Regions from separate parts of the Hordeum vulgare genome. Here region 1 is linked to region 2. The links are chromatin contacts, called in public Hi-C maps. All regions are on one chromosome and are shown on one strand. The core of a region is the stretch at or near the end of the contact, and the rest is flanking DNA. Distances in the headings are between cores, read along the strand shown.

What was found. A called contact is a pair of places that touch in the nucleus more often than the background predicts.
Region 1: a Hi-C map of leaf shows a contact between it and region 2, with 7 times the contacts expected there. The contact joins two enhancer-like sites. A contact is called at or near these places in 2 of 6 Hi-C or Micro-C datasets (leaf and seedling).

What each region holds. Positions count from the first base shown.
Region 1 is chr6H:486,183,275-486,190,324 of MorexV3_pseudomolecules_assembly, reverse strand. No RefSeq gene overlaps it. Among protein-coding and RNA genes, the nearest start is that of LOC123402563, 94 kb to the left of the region's middle. Within about 2 kb of position 3,569, at least 3 of the 3 cell types and tissues checked have open chromatin away from gene starts, as enhancers often do. A contact at or near this core is called in leaf and seedling, where this site is marked.
Region 2 is chr6H:486,139,891-486,146,225 of MorexV3_pseudomolecules_assembly, reverse strand. No RefSeq gene overlaps it. Among protein-coding and RNA genes, the nearest start is that of LOC123402563, 140 kb to the left of the region's middle. Within about 2 kb of position 4,620, at least 3 of the 3 cell types and tissues checked have open chromatin away from gene starts, as enhancers often do. A contact at or near this core is called in leaf and seedling, where this site is marked.

The sequences.
Region 1 (7,050 bases), core at 2,320-4,819, 45 kb before region 2:
AGCAGCAAGCGTGGTTGCACCTGGAGTCGTCCAGGGACCGGACCCTGGTTCTCCCCTTTATTTTTTCTTTTTCTTACTTTCTACGTGCGCAATGGGCCGGTAGAAAACGAGATGCTGAGAGGAAAACCTTCAGCGAGCGCTGCCTCTCGCATTGCTTTAGGCATACCTGACCAAACGAGATGCTGAGAGGAAAACATTGCTTTTTGTTTTTTTTATCTTTTATGATAATGCGTGAAACTTTTCAAAATTCGTATTCTATTCAAAATTTATGATTTTTCTTATTAAAAAATTTAGATGAACTTTTCTCACATGTGGTGAACTCTTTTCAAATTTGATGAATTTATTTCAAAATTTGATGCACTTTTTTCAAATTTGATGAACTTACTTAAAAATTCCATGAACCTTTTTGAAAATTTATAAACTTTTTCAAAATTTGATGATTTTATTTTCAAATTTTATGATTTTTTTCCAAATTTCATGAACTTTTTTCAGATTCATGAACTATTTTTTCAAAATCCGTGAATTGTTTTAAAATAATATGAATCCTTTTTTCAGATCACTTTGAAATTTTCAAATGTGTGAACCTTTTACAAAAAATTACGAACATTTTTTCATTTTTATGAACTTTTTCATGTTCACTTTTTATTTTTTTTGCTTTTTGGTACTTCTTGTACGAAAGTGTGCGTGAAACTGGGCCGGCCCAATTCCCTCGACTCGTGGGCGCGAGTTCTCCTAGCCGGCGCTTAAGGCGCTAACTAGGAGCTCCCGCGTAGCACCGCTAGGAGTTGGGTTGAAGTTTGTGAACGCGATAACTCGCAATTCTTTCTCGCTGATAGATCTCCGCACTCGGTTTAAAAATAGGGCGATGCTCTGCGCCGGCACACCGGCCGCCCGATCTGCCAGCTGTAGGCGGGTCGCGCCGTTAGATCTCCATGCAACATTTTTTCATTGATGCAACAAATTTTGATGCTATGCAGCATTTTTCGTCAAGGGTTGCAAAAAAAAATTATAGCAAAAAAATATATCTACGTGATCGTAGCAAAAAAACGAAGAAGATGATGCGTGGTAGCAAAAGTCAAACGCCGGTTGTAGCAAAATATCTACGTGACGTGTACGCAACTTTTTTAGTGAACGGTTACAGCAAAAAAATGATGTCGGTTGTAGCAAAAAATAACACGGCTGTAGCAAAAGTCAAAACGCCGGTTGTAGCAAAAATCCAATAAACTCGAGTTGCAACCAAACGTATATGCAGCTTTTTTACTGAATAAATGTAGCAAATAAAAAACGCTTGTAGCAAATATAAACGCTGGTTGCAGCAAATTTGCACGAGAAAAAAAGCTGCATGAAAAACATTTATATCAAAATAACATATGGTTGCAACAAATTTAACGAAAAAATGTTGCATATACCTGCCAGCGAGGCGCGCGGTCCGTGCGCGACGGACCGAACGATTCGGCCGGCGCGCTGGGTGGAAGCGTTTGCCTTAAAAATAACCATAAAAAGCTGTCTACACTTTTTCTCAGAGAGAAGGAGAGAAAAGTTCATCATTCCACCCCCCGAAATGCAAGTTCATCATCGTACTACATGTGGCACGTACTGTGCAGAAATCCATGAAAATTACACCGTAGTTTCAGTTTATGGAAGTAACGTTCGGTGCTCAGCGAAAAAGGTGTCCATCCCTACACGCAATTCAGAAGAAGCTTCTCTCAGTCTCAGTGGGATTGCACAAAACCAGTCACCTCTTTCCAAACTATTCCATGCATGCCGATGCTCGATTCGTTTCCTCAAGAAGCATCAAGCGGAGGGGCCTAGCTAAGCTAGCCCGATCAGCCAAACCAAAGTCCCCGGCTAGAAGATAAGGGTCGGTCGGCCCTGCTGATATAGCGATATGATATCGCCTCGGCGCCCACAGTAGCCTCCATTCCTCCCACGAATCCCGGTCCAGACGTACGCGCGCGAACAGCAGCAGCCGCGGAATCGAACAAACAGTGGGAAGAGAACAAGAACAAAATGCCATCCATGCACGTCCGGTTCTGCTTCTGCGCGCGCCTAGCCTAGGCCGGTCGTCCTTCGTGCGTTCCATCTCAGGATTCTTCTTGGCGATCGCAACTTGTCTCTGGCATATCGACTCCCCCCACGTCCGCTCATGCACAGGCCATGCGCGTCCATTCACGCACACGCTGTTTGGTTGGAGAGATGACACCATGGACGGGACAGGGTCCTAACGATTCTCCTCTCTACTCTCTAGGCTTACCAGAAGGTCGTGAGTAGCCCTCAAGCACCGCCCGTCATTTTGGCACCTCCCTGCCTTGATATTCTTGCTATCCCTTTGACGCTATGGGGCCTATACGGTGGACAGGCATGCATGGATGGACGAGTGTGAGGCCAGCCGTGACAAACAAATCCCGTGCCACCAGGGATATGCCAATTTGGTGGCTTGCACCTGTAAGGTTCTTCTCGTCGCAATGAAATCTCCGGGTCATTAGCTAGCTAGCGATCACTTCCCTGTGCCCAAGGGCATAAAATAATAACTACTACTGATAAGTGAGCCCTGAAGACGGCAACGTACGCGCGTCAGTTACGTTTTCGAGTTTGACGCGAGGGGGACAAAAACTCGCACGATTTGGCCCGTAATCCCGGCTGTTTTCAGCTCATTCGAATGAATATTTATAGACAAAGTCATCTGTTTTTATGCCAGAGAAAATCAGAGTTTTGGATGTAGTTTTGGACGTCGTAGCTAGCAAAGATAAGCACTCGAGGAGCTGCATCGCTGCACGTACGGCATACCATGGGTAGCCGCGGCTTAGCTAGTGAGGACCATAACGGCATAACCACAAGGGCACCTCTCACTTTCAGGATGCGCCACGAGAGGCAAGTAATTAGGCCACGACTGGACGAGAGGACCACGGCGAATCGCCATTGAACTCCAAAAGGCAAAAGGCCGAGCTTGGCTTGGCCGCCCCTCTTATCTCCCCGAGTCCCCACGAGGGCCACGACCGCATATATCTCAGTCTCAATCTTGGGCCCCGTCCCCCTCGCCGGAGCTGCAACTGGCGCGCGACGCATGCATATCACCTACGCGATCGATCCGTGTATCCGAGCACGAACTACTCGCCCAACACGCACCGTCGCGGGGGCGGCCGGTGCGTGGTGCCCCCGGGAGCCGAGCATTAAGACGGGCCGGCAATAGAAGTTTGTTAGGCACGACAGCAAGGGCGGCACGTGGGCTTCGCCGTTGAGCGTTGCGGCATGAAATAATACACTCCACACCGGCCACCTGCTTCCCGTAACAGGCTGAGTTTTCGGTGAACAGCTCGTTGGTTGTAAGAACTAAGAAACCCTGTCACAGACACCTTAGAAACCAACTGCACAGGCGAGATGTGTGTATAGTCGAGCATCGATCTGTGGAAGGAGGAGACCTCCGCGGCCGGCCGTGGCGTCGCTGGCACGGCGATTCACGCGTGTCTCCGGGGATCTACGTACGAGAGCGACGGGTGAGGATGTAGATGGCCTCCCGCCGCGCCCTACCGCGCTGTCCGTTCAGTTTCCTGTCACGCTATCGCCTCTTGCTGTTTGCCTCCCCCCCTATAGCTGCTCTGACGTACCCCCTTTAGTACAACCTAAACCTGCACCGTTGCTCCTGAATTCACCGCCTCTAGCTCTAGGTAGGTGAGCGGGCGCCGTCAGTGCCGGCCCATCACGACGAGGCCCTAATTAATCTTGGTTAGTTTCACCGAGTCGGCATGCATCATCACAACACAAGGGACGTCGTACAGCGCTATTCTTCACTGGTCACAGACCCCAGATTCACCAAACAGTCATTGAGCCTAGTGCTACTGCTGCATGATCTACCACTGGTTGCTTAAGCAGTACTGCTCGATCTCGATCGATCTAGCACCGGCGATGGACGGGTTCGCGTCGACAAGCACCCAGTGTATGTGGCCGTTTGACCTAACAAATTAACCACCAGTACAGCGACAGGCTCCTGTCTGGACCTGCTCCGGTCATCTTTCTTCTTAGATAAGAATCATTGTACCGGCTGATTGCCCCGTCGGTGTAAAATTAGCTCTGGATAATCCAGTTCCACTTGTTTGGCGTTCAGCCTGGTCGATGGGTGCCAATTCTGTGAGACGTCAGAGTTGGATCGCATTAGCAGCCAAGTACGTACGCCCTGATTCATGCTCCTCACACTGGCCGGACAACGACCAAAGTTGCTACATGTTGATGACCACAGCATGCACCCATCCAACGCCAATTGTTTGCGTGAGACCATCAACATTCAAACGCCTCAAACCCGTCTCATATGCCTCGCCAAATGACTTGATCACTCACTTACCGGTCATGAAAATACGACCCAACAATTGCTTTAACCTGGCCTCAAACGTTAGTCCCAGTGACACCCCTCATATCTGACCCCGATATGGGATGGATATCGGGAAGGATTGGGGTGCCCGGGTTCATCCGTCACGTCGGATCCGGTCCACGCCACCCAACCACACATATATTCATCTTGATTCCCTCACCACACAAAACCCTAGTGAGTCCACTCCACCACCGTACCAAACTCCCATCCGGCGATCTCCGGCTTTTGCTAGCATGACGGACAGAGGCTCAGAGTCATGCACCTCCCTATCCATTGATCATAAGCTCATCTCACGCGGCCCCTAGAAGGAGATGACCGTACGACTTATGCTTAGCCGCTCCCGGGAGGAGGCCGCCCGATGCAGCCCTTCGACTCCTTTCGTCGAAAAATCAATTGTGTCCGCACGATCGACGGATAGATCCACGGACCGAAGGCGATGTAGTTCGTGTGGCGTTCGAACGCGGTGGCAGGCATGCAACCTCCGTTCGAGCACCGATCTAGAGGACGCACCATGCATGGGCGGCCTCCAACACAAACATGGCGTGTCGTGCCCGTCGTGCGAGGCAACGGGCACAAGAGGTGGAGGCGCCATTCGTGGCGGTGGAGGTTGGCGAGGCGGAGTCGCATTCTCCGGCGTCACATATGGTGAACCAGTGCTGGCGCCGCAACCGTGTCGTGGTGGACGACGACTCCTCCATGGAGGAATCCATCATCGGTCTCACGTCAACCGGTGTCGCCCGAGTTATGGGCTCCGATGAGGAATAGTAGGACATGGGAGACTGTCGGCCCAGTGGGAACCAGGAAACAACGACCCGTGTGTCGCTGGACCTAAGGGCGATGCCTGGGCCGGCCCATGTGAGATGGTTCAACCCGAGCCGCTCTAGAGGGAGCTGCCTCCCGAGGGGCAGGCCTGTCAAGGCCCCTTGCCTCTCGATCAAGCCCTGCCGAGGCAGGCTCCCCTCGCGAGGCCGCCTTGCGAAGCATGTCATACAATCGTACGACGCCAGCCGCGGGGGTTCGCATCCGCCATGTGCGTAACATACCTGCACAGAGAAGGAGAGAGGTCGCGTTAGGCGGGCGCAGACATGGAGGATTTCCTCTTTGGTGATTAAGGTGCAACACCCGCTGCCCATCCAAAAGCAGGTTCCCAAAGCTTACCGTTTCCGTGAAAGAGGATCGCGACGGATCGACGCAGCAGGACGGGGGTCATCGCCGAGCTCACAAGCTCGTCACGATGACCACTTTATCACGCGAAGACCGCCTTCAGTCAGGATAAACCTGGGGTCCTGTCCCCCTTTGAATTGTCACCATGTGGCCACCCTTTCCCACTCATATTTGGGGAAGCGGACCGAGGGACGACAAAGGGGATATGACCGTTTCCATGTAAGGCGATAGACCCATTCTCCCCCACACCTCATGTATTCGGAGCTCGAGCTCTCCACAGCAATTCAACACACACAAGAGTAGGGTTTTACACCACACGGTGGCCCGAACCTAGGTATCTCGCGCGCCACATGGTTCCCTGTGAGGAGTGAGCTAGCCGCCGATCTTGCTTGAGTTTACCATCGTGTTGCAGGTTGCCAAGCCAAGTCCCCTAGTGTTTGAATCCTAGTTCTTGTGAGAGTTCCTCGGACGCAGATCCCGGACTGTGACATCTGGCGCACTAGGTAGGGGGACTTGCTGTCTTCACGTCTCTCGACCTTGGCTTCAACTCCGGCATGGACGATGCCACCGCTCATCGGGAACGCACAGGGTGCCGAGCTACCACCAGGGGTCGTGCAGCGCCCGTCGCCCGGGGCACCCGGGGGCGGCGCCCTCATGCCACCACCGAGCCTGTTGGAGAGTGGGTGGCTGATACGTCTCAAACGTATCTATAATTTTTGATGTTTCATGCTGTTATCTTGTCATCTTTGGATGTTTCATGTACCTTTTATGTCTTTTTTGGGACAAACTTATTAATTCAGTGTCATGTGCCAGTTCCTGTTTTTTCTGTGTTTTTGGCTCTTTTCAGATCTGATTTTGGAACGGAGTCCAAACGGAATAAAATCCCCGAAATAATTTTTTCCCAAACGAAAGAAGATCAGGGGGCTTGAGGGCCAAGACAGGAGAGCTACAGGGGGCCCACAAGCCTTGTAGCCGCCACCAGGGGGGCGGCGGCTAGCAGGCTTGTGGCCTCCCTGGCGCCCCCCTGACCTAGCTCCTTCGCCTATACATTCCCTAAAATACAGAAAAAATCAGGGAATCCACGAAAACACTTTTCCGCCGCCGCAAGCTTCCGTCTCCGCGAGATCTCATCTGGAGACCCTTCCCGGTGCCCTGCCGGAGGGGACTTTGGAGTTGGAGGGCTTCTACATCTACATCATCGCCCCTCCAATGACTCATGAGTAGTTCACTTCAGACCTACGGGTCCGTAGTTAGTAGCTAGATGGCTTCTTCTCTCTCTTGGATCTTCAATACAAAGTTCTCCATGATCTTCATGGAGATCTATCCGATGTAATCCTCTTTGGCGGTGTGTTTGTCGAGATTCGATGAATTGTGGATTTGTGATCAGATTATCTATGATATATATTTGAGTCTTTGCTGATTTCTTATATGCATGATTTGATATCCTTGTAAGTCTCTCTAAGTCTTAGGTTTTGTTTGGCCAACTAGATCTATGATTCTTGCAATGGGAGAAGTGCTTGGTT
Region 2 (6,335 bases), core at 3,371-5,870:
GCGAGATTGTTCGCGGGGCGGATCGAGGGACGTGAGGACGTTCCACTACATCAACCGCGTTCTCTAACGCTTCTGCTGTACGGTCTACGAGGGTACGTAGATCACTCATCCCCTCTCGTAGATGGACATCACCATGATAGGTCTTCGTGCGCGTAGGAAATTTTTTGTTTCCCATGCGACGTTCCCCAACACTAGGCCCATCACGTACCCTAACACTACACCCCACCTGGACATGCAGCTCGTCCTCGAGCTGCAACCTAACGACGATTCGACCCCACACAACCCTAACGCCTAAAAAAACAAGCCTTTTACATCTCGACCTATTGTATTGACCTGAAATAGCTAACTCGAATGAGACTCCGACTCTATATTTTTTGACTCCGAACGATAAGGCGAGAATCCTCCGCGCGCCGAACTTGTGCGTTTGCAGCCCCCTGGATCCCAAGGACACCATCGGGACCAAGGGAGCCCTCGCGGCGGCCGGCGGCGGAATGCGGTGGTGCTATGCGGTGCGCTCCTGTCGGTGACACCATGTCTTCTCCCCGCCGGCTGACTGTCGATGTCGCAGACTTGGAGGTCATCGCTCGTGGGAAAAACAACATGCCCGCCGCCCATGGGGGAAACCGCATGCCCAAGATCCCCCACGCAGTGGACGAGATCGAGGTCCGTTGCACCGCGAAGCGCAACTTGGAGGAGCTGCAGCTGCAAATCACGCATCTCCCGCACATGCCGACGCGCTAGGAGGCCGCACGGAGCAGCCTGCAACCTCACCGCCGCTGACACGTGGTGGGTAGGGATCCAAGTCAGAAGCGGTGTCGGCGACGGCTGGAACTTGATATGTTGGATGGGATTGTCCTAGGACGGCGGTGGCGCTGCAGGGAACGAGGTTGTCGCAATCCCGTCATAGGGCATCCCATGCTGGAACGTGATGACCGGCGCCGTGGTCGTAGCCGAGGACGGCGGCGGCGGCCGTGCGGGGGTCGGCGCCGGTGCTGTGACCATGGAGGACCCCCCGTGGAATGGCGCACCGTCGGGACCGGCGAAGCGGGAGGGCCCACCGTACTGTTGGGGTGGCGCCGGTGGCGATTGGATGTGCGGCAGCGCCCATGCCGCCGTATAGATCGGCCCGGAGACGGGGAGCGGCAGCGGCGGCTGCAGCAGCCTGGCGTCAAGTGGCGGCGACGACAACAGCAGTGTCGGCAGCCGCGGCCCGGCGATCGCAACGGAGGCCGCCTGGTGCGGCGGCTGCCACGGCAGCCGCGCCGGCCCGTAGGCAACGACTGATGGCGCAGCCGGCGGCGGTCCGTAGGGACCGGCCAGGAAGAGGCAGATGCCTTGGACGACGTTGGTGAGATCGCGGATTGCTCCGGCGATCTCCTCCGGGGTGAGGGCGACAGGAAGCGGCGGCGACGGGTGAAGATGATCGAGCCTGAGCAATCTGATACCAGATGTTATGGTTGCGAGGGTTTGAGTGGGAGAGAGAGATCTGCGAGGGCGCGAGAGAGCCGGTCGTGGGGGTCCTTTCCCATGGCCGGGCAAGAGGGAAAAAGAGTTTTCCTTCTTAATTCTTGCCTGATTAGATTGATACATCTCCTTTCCATATATAGAGAGGTTTACTTGACTCCCAAGTAAGGCTTACTTGATCCCTAAGCAAACCCTAAGACTAACGGGCCGAGGCCCATCACGTACTCTAACACTTTCACACCCTTTTTCATCATGGACTCCTCCCTGACTCTCCCGAACCTCCTTAGAGCCTTATTTTGTGTTGGCTCCACCTCGTTCCTCCTCATAGACCTCACACTGATTCGGCATCGACTTCTCATCATCCTTGGACTCGTCAATGGTTCCCTTCTGTGTTCTTGTTTCATGCCTCATATGTATAACACTTGAAGGATTTCTTAGGCTTCAAGTTGAAGTCACGCAGTTCAATAGGCTGACTAGGCTGAGGTGCATCGATAAACCCCCCGAGGGTCATCTCGTCGGGTGCCTGAAAAATATGGAATGTGTTTGTGTGGAATTGCATCTAGCACTAAATTCAACTGTCAGTTTGAGTACAGATAAATCATAACGTATTTGGTGACATATAGGTTAGTAGTGAGGCACAAGTTACACAATATGAATCATAACATCAACTTTGTAAGATGTAACAAGTTGTATTCACAACTCCACATGGTAATTAGCAATATACGAGGAGTGTAATGAGTAAGATTTAAATATGCATGACACTACATACGAGTGCACACCACATAAAGAATAGTGGAGCACATCGCGGTAGAGGAGGTGGGGCATCGCAACATGACGAATACCGTATGTGCAAGAATTGAAAAATGTGTCGGATTCCCTCGATGGAAGTGCTATCATTTGTGTTACTCCCTCCGTCACGATTTAGAAGATGTGTTTGGAAATTCTCTGGAACGTAGGTGGTTGTTGATTGGGTGTGAGATGGGCTCAAAAATAACATTCACACTACACATGCATATAAAAGTAGTACAATGGAGTACTAATTATTAGCAGTTAGGAGTAAATGCAATACGTCCTAAATCTTGTCTATTGTGCAAATGCACGTAAACTTAACAGTGACTTATAAGGCTGGTCACAATGGGGAGGAACTTAGCAGTAACATCACACACTCCAATACAACTTTGCTTATGTGGCACGTATTTAGTGAAGAGAGAGGTGCTTGTGGTAACTAGCTAAGTTACCGGAACATCACACACTCCAAGAAACAATGAGTTTATAGCCTAATAAATGCATTGTTGCATGACACTACATACATGTTACTCCCCATTGTGGAGGTAGGAACATAATCTAGGAAAGCGTGTAGGTTCCTACCTTATGTTACTCTCCATTGTGACCAGCCTAAATCATGACGGAGGGAGTAAAACAAACAGGATCCCCCTCGATAGAAGTGCTATCATCGTTGAAACATCCTCGAGAGTCACAATCATCTTCCGTGTCGGGAGATGAAAACTGTTCATCTCCACCTCTTTGGTGTCCAGCGATCAATAAGCACAACAATCACACTAGGATTCATGTTTGACATCGATCGAGTGATAGGCCGGATGAATAGAATGAACCCCAACTATTTTTGCGCCCAAAGATGCCACGTCATCGGGGGCATTTGGTGTCGCAACTAATGACGCTATAAGGTGAAGAATATGGCTCGTGGTGGAGACGCTATGTAAACAGCCAAATTTAGAAAAATACTTTCACCTTGAAATAATACAAGAGTGTTTATTTCATAAAATAGTGATACGAACGTTTTTAGATCTGTTTACAGATGAAATACACATTTCCGAAGCAGGGTCAGATTGTGTTAATCTTGGGATTAAGAGACAAAGCAATGATTTTGGCCCGAACAAACGGCCTCGTTGAATATGAAGCACGTCCGAGTACAAGATGTGAGATCGTCGTGAGCGAATTGCCAGCTCGAATATGAAACACGTTCGAGGACAAGATGTCAGGTCGTCGTGAGTGAATTGGCAGCACGTCAGTTTGGTTGCCACTCCTGTCCAACGCGGACGTACGCACGTACGTGCACCTGCACTGACTGGTGACAGCAAAAGGACAAGGGGGGCACTGATGGCAGGCAGGCAGGGCCATCCGATGAAGACGCAAGAGGCCCGGGCCCTCGGATGGTTGAACCTCCCGTACGTACGCGGAGACCGTGCCGGAGCCGCGTCAGGACATGTCGACGCGCACGTACCGACTCCGGCGGGCCAACGGCGGTGGGAAGACGGACGTGCGACCCGTCGGGCGGCATATGGTGGCGTACGGCCACACGCACTGTTCCGGGCATGGGCGGAAGTCCAGCGGAACAGTGCGCCGCGGCGTGGCCCGAGCACGTCCGTGGGCAGTGCGCTGGCCGCTCGGAGCGCACGTACGGCTGCACCTGCCCGCCGAGGTTGATGGCCGCCCCGTACTCGTGCCTGATCCAAGCGCACTACGGTGTATGGCCGGCAACGGGCGCACCCACCCGGGCTTGTCACGCGCCGTTGTGCCTCCAGGATATCTTGGACCGGTATTGCTTCGTTGCCACATAAAGACATGAGCTGGGAGGACACGTACACGGTACAAGTGTACAACAAACACACGAGAGGCACGAATGTCATGCACGAGCAAGAAAGCAAACCAACCCGTGGTTGGATGGTTAGGAGGACTGTGGTATCCCCTGTCCATCAGAGTTCAAGTCCCAGACTTGTGACGACTTCGTCAATCTCAAAATGATGTGTCGGCTTAGTCTTTCGAAGATGCTCATAGGGACAGGGTGTGCGTGTGCGCGTTCATAGGAGTGAGTGTACGCTCGTGTATGTGAGTGACTTCGATTGTATTCTGTTAAAAAAATGCACGAGCATGAAAAAACTACTGCTACGTGGAGTACATACATGTACGTTTTTTTTTTGCAACGCGTACATACAGGTACGTGCCCTGCGTTCCGGACAATGCCGTGCGTACGTCTCATGCCCCGGGAAACATGCGTAAACGGATGTACGAGTACGTGCTACGCGCTGGCCCGCACGGGCGAGACGCTGGCTGGCAGGACACGGCGGGGGCAGGCGGGAGAAAGCGACCGCGCCCGACGCGACGCGACAGGCGGACGTGTGCGGATGGGCGGCAAAACAAACACCCCGCAAGTGTACTCGACGCTGTTCGTCTCAGCGACTCGGCCCAGTCCCCGGCCATACTACTGTACCATACTCTGTTTTCTTCTCTTCCTGCGGGGCCGGCCAGGCCGTCCCTTGATAACCAGCGGCGTCGTGAAAAGACCGATCCGATCTACGTAGAAAAAAAGAGAGACTCCGGTCTGACTCGACGTAACCACAGGTCTACGCACCGATCCACGCACGATTAGCACCGGGGACATGGGAGCGAGCGAGCACGACGTGCCGTGCGCAACAACCTGCCCAACCCGTCGCTGCTCGCCATTACTAGCCACGCTAGATAGCCTGCCGCCCGCGTCGTCGTAGCTAGCTATCGGCGCGAGCGGCACCGGGTCGGGCCCGACTGCATACCGTGGCCGCGCCGCGGGGATAAAATCAGTGTTCTGAATTTTTTAGTAAACATGTTCATAAAATGAAGCCGGTTTAAAAAAGAAACGATCTAATTTTTTTTTGAAACGTCACAAACCGTTGCTGTTCCATAACAAAGCGCCAGACTAACGTGGCGTTTGAGACCACCACCAAAACATCAGTCCTGTGTGGCGTTGCTGTCCACGATCAAAACGCCGAGCACCATGACGTTTGTGGGGCCAATACCAGCCACGGGCTGCCCCATCGCCCACCAGCCATTCTTTCTTCCCTGCGAGCTTCTTCGAAAAAATCCCCTCTCCTCCTCCCGACCCCCCCCCCTCGACCTCCCTCCTCCCTCAATTATTTTGTCAGATCTTCGGGGCAAATCGAAGAGGCCGGTAAGCTTCTCCAATCTCTCTAATTACTTTTTGCAATAACTTTGTATTTGTGAAGCTTTTTTGGCACTAGGTGTAACCTAGGTTATGAAGTGAATGGAAATTTGTGATGGTGAATGCCTAGGTTTTCAAGTATAATCAAATTTGTGATGGTGAATGCCTAGTTTTTTGACACTAGGTGTAACCTAGGTTTTGACACTAGGTGTAACCTAAGTTTTCAAGTGTGATGGTGAATGCATGTTCTAAAAGTATTTTTTTTCATATTATTTAGGATGTTTCAGCCGGCTAAATATTCGGGCCTTGATGATTTCTACGAGCAGAAGCATCGCGCTGTGCTAGTGGAAAGAGGAGAAGTAATTATCCGGACCTTGATGATTATCTTTCTATATTGGTTGATTTTCATACTGTGACAAGTTGAGAGAAGTAACAAATTATGCGTTTGTTTGTTTAGGTTACTCCACTACTTCGGTTGAGGGGCACAACCCGAATGAATCTCTCTTATATAACCCTCGGTACGAGCCTTATTTTAGAAGAATGGATCTTCTTCAGTTTGTGCTCAACTTTAAAGGCACACCATCATGGTTGAACGCCACGGCCCTTACCTCCCTTACGGACCGTTGGAGGCCTGCCGTGGGTATAAGTCTGACAGTAGAAGTACGGGGTACGAAAGTATATGGGCAGAGCCTTAGCTACGGCGAGGATGTATGAGTTCAGGCCCCTCTACGGTGGAGGTAAAAGCCCTACGTCTCAGTGCTCTTGGGAGCTTTGTGTCGAGTGTATCAAGGGATTACAGCAAGTGCCAAACCCTGTACCAGTGCTGAAGGGCGGCTTATATAGAGTGCGTTGCCCTTCATAATGGTCCGGTGGACATGGGTGGAATAGTGGTGAGTAAACGCTGGCGTTACTGGTAACGTAAGCCTTAAATGCTAGT